Linked DNA regions of Arachis hypogaea: region 2 is linked to region 1. Evidence: chromatin contacts called from public Hi-C data. All regions are on one chromosome and are shown on one strand. Each heading gives the region's core, a stretch centred on a gene start, on an enhancer-like site or on the middle of the called end of the contact. The rest is flanking DNA. Distances are from core to core; before and after follow the strand shown.

The links. Hi-C and Micro-C count contacts between places; a contact is called where the count stands out from the background.
Region 2: a contact with region 1 is called in a Hi-C map of an unstated tissue, with 3 times the contacts expected there. The contact joins the enhancer-like site here to the promoter of LOC112750898 in region 1. A contact is called at or near these places in 2 of 8 Hi-C or Micro-C datasets (leaf and an unstated tissue).

The regions. Positions count from the first base shown.
Region 1 is chr15:139,704,378-139,708,482 of arahy.Tifrunner.gnm2.J5K5, reverse strand. It overlaps LOC112750898 (NF-X1-type zinc finger protein NFXL1), which reads left to right and starts at 2,137. Exons shown (of 2, transcript XM_025799816.2): 1 at 2,137-2,357; 2 at 2,646-4,105. The coding sequence starts at 2,677.
Region 2 is chr15:139,739,627-139,743,731 of arahy.Tifrunner.gnm2.J5K5, reverse strand. No RefSeq gene overlaps it. Among protein-coding and RNA genes, the nearest start is that of LOC112750899, 7.1 kb to the right of the region's middle. Within about 2 kb of position 2,156, at least 1 of the 3 cell types and tissues checked has open chromatin away from gene starts, as enhancers often do.

The DNA.
Region 1 (4,105 bases), core at 888-3,387:
CCCATAACTCTTTGAACTGTTTATTCTTCTCCTTCATGACTATCATTGAATATTTCTTTTTCTTAGTGTAGTCTGTATGTGTTTCATTATTAAAAGGCAAAATGTGAGGTTTTGTAAGAAAAAGCCAATGAGTGAAAAAAGGCAGAGTTAAAAAAAGTCATAGTTATCTCAGATATTCTTTGTATGTATTTCTGTTTTGTTGTCATGATCCTGAAGAAATTTTCTTACAAGTTGGTTAGCACTTTACTGTTGAAAGGTAGGGTGAGTCCTAGTCAAGTTCAGATTGGATTAGAATCTGGACTTGTCCCAGATAGGATTGTGGATTTGTGGTAGATCCTAAGGAGAATTGGTGAATGTAATCTTGTTGAAAGATAGTGAAATTCCATTACTATTGTGATGGAGACTGGATGTAGGCTACATTACACTAATTAGCTGAACCAGGATACATCTGTGTGTTACTCCTTCTTCTCTACTTCACTTCTGTCTCTGTTACTGTTACTCAGAAGATAAAATAAAAATGTCTCTCAACTCGTTACGAGACAAAAAGTAAAAATATCTTCTAAGTTTCTTTAAAAAAGCAAAAGTTATATTTAGCAAAAAAAAAGGCAAAGATTCAACCCCCTTCTCTTAGCCACTGGTAACCATCATTTATTATTTTACATATGTTCATAACACATAAAATAATAAGACAATACACAAAATACTTTAGTACACATCTAAAATTCGTTTAAATATGTGTTTATATTTTTTTTACATAAATAATTTTGTAATACATCTAAATAATAAGATAACACATAAAACAATTTTGGTACACATCCAAAATTCGTCAAATTTGTATTTATATTTTCTTAACATAAATAGTTTTTAACACAAATAATAAAAAAAAATGGATTTTCTTTTGTGACTTTGGTTTTAGGAACAACTCAAATATATATGCACTTCTTTTGTAATAAAGTCAAAGAACGGAGTTGTTAAACAAGTTTTTTGAGTCACACACACAAAACTAATAAAATAGAATTCTCCGTATACAGTATACTCAAAGAATGTATTTAATAAATCATTTTTTGGTCAGGAAAAACATTTACAGTTTAAAAACATAACTAACGCTTAACTTGCACCCAAAAATACAATAGATGGGATTCCAATTTTCAAGATCCAAGGCATTAAGTCCATCACTTTTGCCATTAGACAAAAAATGTTCTTGTTGTATTAACTGTTAACAATTTTTTTGATGCCGAAGAGATCAAAGAAAGAAAGAGAAAAACAAAACAAACAAGAAAAAACTAGGCAAAGAAAGTCCAAGACACAGGAGCAAGTCCCCCTGCAACTGCGCCGTTAAATCTTTCCAAGGTTATGTCCAAAAATAAAAAAATAAAAAAAATCCCCCCAAGGCTCATTCTATTCCAATTGTGCAACATTATTAGCTAATTTAGCTTCAGCAAACTTGGCTAGAGCATCAGCAACACAATTAGCAGTCCTTTGAATCAATTTCACTTTAGTTTTCCATCTCCAACTTAAGACTTCCAGAATTTTAGACACCAACTCATGATCTATGCTTCGAGCATCGGAGTTTTTCTCATTAATAAAAATATATGCATCTAAACAATTCGTTTCATAGGTGATATCTCTACACTCCACTTTTCAGACAAGAATTAAACTTTTCATAATTGCAAAAATATATTATTAAAAATCTTTAATTAAATTATAATTGATACATTCTTTATAAATTTCAATGTTGTCAACTATTACTTTCATATTTTAATAATAATATTATATTTTTTATTCTATTATTTAAATTATAATTTGTTAGAATTTTATATATTTATTCAATTATTATTGGATTAAACAATTTAATTCGTGGTCAAGGATTGAACTACTGATCCATCGAGTGATGTAGTAGTTTGACTAAATCCATGCTGGTTTAAGTTTTAAAAAAACAATGACATCTAGTTTTTGGTATTCAAAACTATGATATATTTATTGTCAATGCTTTTCTTTATGAGGCCCAAATTCTGAGCCCAATGGTTATTCATCGGAAAGTAACAATAGGGAGTTGAATTATTATAACAGGGCCTACTATGTTTTATTACACTTTCACGGAAAGTTCTGAGATTTGACTTTTCTTGAGGTCCAAGTATTAAAGTCCTGACCTCACATGAGGAGCCGAAAAACGTTGAAAACCTTCATTTCTCATCCAACCGACTCCGAAAAACACTGACTATATAAACAAACAAACGCACACCAGAGTGAAGGGAAGGAAAACACTCTTCCTTGCACAAAATCCACACATACAGGCACACCAAAACGACACACACCACATCGTCGTTTCATCCTCCCTCTTCTCCCTCCATCGCCAGGTATCCTCGTGATTCATTTTGTTGCCATCACTTTCTTATTGTTCCCGTTTTTATGGTTTCTGTTAGTTTCTTAGGTTTTGAATTTTTAATCTTCAATTCTTGATGATTTTTTTCATTTTCTGGTTGGGGCTTGATTTTTTATTTGATGATAATGATAATTATGTGATGTATTAGTTGGGGAAGTAGTGGGATTATTGGTTGAGGGTTGAATCTATTTGTCTATCATTTGGTTGATTTGATTTGTGAAATGTATAGAATAGATTGGATTGAGATAGTTTGTGATTTCAGTGTTAGGGGTGGAAGGAATTATTGTGAAGAAATGAGCGTTCAAGCTCAGAGAGACCGGAGGAGTAGGTCCAGAGTTCCGCCGCAAGGTGGTCCACGTCAAGAATGGGTTCCCAGAGGATCATCTACCACTACTGCTGTTCAACCATCAAATTTGCAATCTGATCAAAATGCTGATTCTGCTGGTAGTTCCAGTAATGGTGCTGATGCTGTTCCTGTTGCTGCTGCCACCGCCCCTGTTTCCACTGCCCCACCTGCAGTGGTTCGCCATAATAGAAGCAATCACGGGGCTGTGAATCAGAGGAGGGAAGTGGAGAAAGGGAGGAGTAGTGGGAATCAGGCTGGGAAGGGGTTGAAGATGAGGGACTCTAGTTTGCCTCAGTTGGTGCAGGAGATTCAGGAGAAGCTCATGAAAGGGACTGTGGAATGCATGATTTGTTATGAAATGGTACGGAGGTCTGCACTTGTTTGGTCTTGTTCGAGCTGCTACTCTATCTTTCACCTCAACTGCATCAAGAAGTGGGCTCGTGCGCCTACGTCGATTGATTTGTCAGCTGAGAAGAATCAGGGCTTTAATTGGCGGTGTCCTGGTTGTCAATCGGTGCAGCTTACTTCGTCAAAGGAGATTCGGTATGTTTGCTTTTGTGGGAAAAGGGTGGACCCTCCATCTGATTTGTATTTGACGCCACATTCGTGTGGAGAACCATGTGGGAAGCCTCTTGAGAAGGAGGTGTTCTCTAATGGTGGGAGTAAGGAAGATCTTTGCCCTCATGTTTGTGTCTTGCAATGCCATCCTGGTCCTTGTCCTCCGTGTAAAGCATTTGCCCCTCCGCGCTTATGTCCATGTGGGAAGAAGACAATTACCACCCGTTGTTTTGATAGGCAATCTGTTCTTACATGTGGCCAGCGGTGTGAGAAGCTTCTCGAGTGTGGGCGTCACCGATGTGAACGCATTTGTCATGTCGGAGCTTGTGACCCATGTCAGGTTTTGATCAATGCCTCTTGCTTTTGTAGTAAGAAGGTAGAGGTTCTTCCATGTGGGGACATGACTATGAAGGGTGAATTCACAGCAGAAGCTGGAGTTTTTACCTGTGGTTCCAATTGTGGAAGGAAACTTAGTTGTGGTAATCACATGTGCAATGAGATTTGTCATCCAGGAAGTTGCGGGGAGTGTGATTTGTTACCAAGGCGTGTTAACACATGCTGTTGTGGGAAAACAAAATTGGATGAGGAACGCAAAAGTTGTTTGGACCCAATACCTACCTGCTCGCAAGTTTGTGCCAAATCACTTCCTTGTGGCACACATCATTGTAAAGAGGTGTGTCATGTTGGGGATTGTCCTCCATGCTTGGTTCTTGTGTCCCAGAAGTGCCGTTGTGGTTCAACATCCCGCATCGTGGAATGCTATAAGACAACAGCGGAGAATGAGAAGTTTACTTGTGAAAAGCCTTGTGGAAGAAAAA
Region 2 (4,105 bases), core at 907-3,406, 35 kb before region 1:
ATGCAGGAGATTTTTTTGTTTTGTCACATACTCAGAAATAAAACGGAGAAGGAAAGAAGAGATAGAGGCCAGCATGTATCCTGGTTCAGTTTCTAAGTGCCATGAAATCTACATCCAGTCTCCACCACAACCATGGTGGAATTTTCACTATAATCAAACAGATTACAAACACCAATACTAATGAATTACAACCCAATTCATTTAGTATCTTCTACTAAGCTTTTTACCCCAAAGCCTAGCAATCCAAGTGCTATCCCAACTTGGAAGGGAAATCTAGCTAGATTCAGAAACACCAAGTGCTATCCCAACTTGGCAAGGGGAACTAAACCTTAGTTCACAGAAACCAAATTACATAGAAAGAATTCATTTGGCTTTTTCATGCATCTCTCTTGCCTCTTCTCTCATGGCTTTTTCAACTCACATTCTCAAGCCTTTTTCTCAAATACAGAAAGATGACATTAGATATCCATAGCAAAGAAAATCTAAAGTGAAGCACAATTTGAAGGAGAATGATTTCAGCTCAAGTGTTTTGAGATGATGCTCTTGTATCACTCTATTTTCCTTGATTTCAAATGTTGAAGTGAGGTCTGTTTTATATTTTCAGCTTGCTCTCCAATTTGCCTCTTCCAATTCCTTGTACCATCAACCCGTTGGAGCTGTGTCCATTGGCATGTTGTCCTTGTTCCATTCTGCTACACTAATGCTACTTGTTGGAGGAACTGCTCCACCAACTCTGTTGTACTTGGATCTGCTGTCTTCTTTGGCATGCATAGCACTTCCATTTTTGAGTCATTCTAACTGATGTGCATAACTCTGTATTTTTGTTTACTCTTCCAAACTTGCTAATGATCTTCTGAATTTTGATTCTGAGTTATCCTTGGAGTAGTGATATTTTCTTTATGTTTTTGTTGCCTTTCTAGAGCCACAGTTGTCCCATAATAGTGCTAAATATCCTTGTATCTTGTTGCTTCGTTAATCTCCTTTTGTTCCAGCTGTCTTCCTTTTTCCATGATTAAGACAAATGCCCCTTTACCACTTTGCAAATGCAGAGCCTTCTTCCTTTGCACCTTTTTGCTGATCGGTGCTTGTTTAAAGACTTTGGGCTTGTGCATTGAATTGAAGCATTAAAGGAATACTTAAGCAACATTGTTGGGCTGAGAAAAGAATAATAGACCTACATCACTAAAATACACATTAAACTACAATTGAAATTTTAACCCAATAAATATTTATCATCATCATTTATTTATCAAAATCAATCTTTACTCAACAATACCTGTAAGTAAATTTTATAAATAAATATAATCAAACTAGATTTGAATAAAAATACAAAAAAAATATAGTGTTGGATAAATTTTTGTTTTCATAAAATAGTTTATTATTCTATTGTGTAAAATTTAATTGCTTTATTATAAAAAAGTCTTTTAGAAAATATATAAAACGATATATATAAATGTATAATTAATTTTTAATATTCACATAATATTATATATTATCCAAAATAATCTTATATTTAACAAGGATATAAAAAGCAGTTAATATCATATGAAAAAGATATATAAATTTTATTATAATATATTTAAAATACTGGAATCTTTTAAAAATAAATAAATAGAATGATTCTCTCATAATGAAAAGGGCAAAAGAAATTATTGCCTCACATTATTTGAGGTATATCTTCATTTATGGAAAGCCTAGAAGTCCATTCCGAATTGGGGGGTTCATATGAGACGACCTTATAAGTGTAGAAATTCGCATTGGCTATCTTAAGAGGTAGAGACATGGTGATAACAGAGATTAGAGAACAACCTGAGAGTTGGAATATGTTCTGTTATGCCAATAGTTAACATACGGCATATTTAACTTGATTGTTCAGCCATTGGAGCTGTCTTTACTTTAATGGCCGTAAACCAATCCAATGGAATTGATTCAGTGTTGGTGAATTCTTATGAAGAGGATCAGATAAGACAAACATGTGCGATTTTGCAATGGATCATGCCCACATGCAAAATCTGACTCACTGACACACTTCCTTTATTTCCCCAATACAAATTATTGCTACATATATATCATCACATGTCAATTGCACCCTTCTCAAATCTCAACCATTATAATACTGCCAATTAATTATTACGCCAATTTACAACCTCCATATGTCCGTAAATTTTGAACCACCATATGTCCGTAACTTTTTGTAGAAAGATGTACTCTACAGTACATATCAAAATTGTACAGAAAGAACATAAATTTTTCTTTTACTATTTTTGATTGTAAGAAAAAGTTTTTTTTAGGGATTGAACTTGTTAATAATACTATTTTTACTTTTTGTATATTATATATTTAAATATTAAAAATATAATATGTCTTCTGTAAATTGTTTGTCCTCAGAATTTTTAAAAATATAGTAAAATATAATAATTAAATATACACTAAAATTTAGTGAATATTTTAAAAAATTATCCGCATATGTCACCCAATTTTCTAACGAAAATACATGCGAAGCTACATTGAAAGAAAATGACAATTTCTTAGTGAACAGAGGTTGAAAAGTAAAAATTACTGGAAAAGTGCAATCTTTCCTATAGCGTTTACCTAAGAAAATAGGTCCCTTTAGTTTTATATATGAAAACTTTATCGTTATTGAATAATTATTGATAGATACTTAGGAAATTAGTAAATCAGTTTTCAAATATTTAGTTTGTTAGAAAAATTAATTTTAGTGATCTAAATATTTTAAAAAAATTTAGAGACCATAATGTATTTGTTAAATAATAATAATAATAGAGATTAAATCGTTTAATATTTTTAATCAAAATTTGATATAATAGTTAATTTGTGTGACAAAATAAATAAAAAAATAATTTGGTAATGAAATTTAGTAAAAATTAAAATATTTGATTAGATTATTTTTTATCAACTGATTTAGGGTATTACTCTTTTATTTTCAATAACTTTTGTTTTTATATTTTTATAGAAGAATTTTGCCAAAGATAAGATGATACGCAAGTAGAGCTGTAGAGAAGTACCAAAAATGAAATTTAGGAGTGGTATGCTTGATTAGGGGTGAGTACTGGTAGCGGGTATTTGATTATCTGTCTGAATTTAAATCGAACCAATTAAATTGGTTCTATAACCAACGGGTAATTGGATTCAACCTGAATCAAATCGATAGTCTTTGTTAATGTATTTGGTGTTTAACATGTTTAGATTATTTCTATTAATGTTGCATATTTATTGTACTTGTTGAATTTTTAAGATAAAAATTTGATTTTTTTTATGAATTTTAAAGTCATCGAGTATCTAATTACCCAAATCGAACTAATCCGTTCTTAATTGGTTTGGTTTGGTTTGGTTTGAGTCCATGTACAAAAAAACACAAATCCAAATCAAACCAAACTAATTATATTTGTATACACTAGTATATGATTTTTTTTTATCAAAGATATGAGACTCGAACCCACAACCTCTTAATTGAGTATGAAGAGATTATGTCATTTGAGCTATTACTCATCGAGATACACTAATGAGACGTATTCGTGTTATATAGTGTTCTAAGAGCCGTATTCTATCCGTACTAAACTATTTGAATTGCATTATTTGATGACATTATTTGAGGGAGATTATTCAAGACAACTCTTACTAGTTTCGTTACACATACAATATTATATTTTTTAACATCACAATTAAATAAGTCCTCTAATTTTTATGTGATTATTAAATTAGTTTATAAATTCTTAAATTGTTCAAATTTGCCTTTTAATTTCAAACTACTAATCAAATTAGTTCCTATGCTATGTGACATAACATTAGACAAGTTGATAGATAGAAAAAGTGATAACGTATTTCTGTTAATTTAATTTTTCAAATAAAATATTATTTTGGTCTTTATTATTTAAGTCCTAAATTAATTTCTAATATTTTAAACATTTTATTTTAGTTTTAAAAAATTTTAAATCAGTTCAATATTATTCTACTATTCAATTTGACACAAACTATTAATGTATTGAAAATACAATAACATTCGATTTCAATACGTAAGAAAAATTCAAATTTTAGTCATTTTAGAAACAAAACATTATTAAAATTTTAATTTCTATCTCAAAAA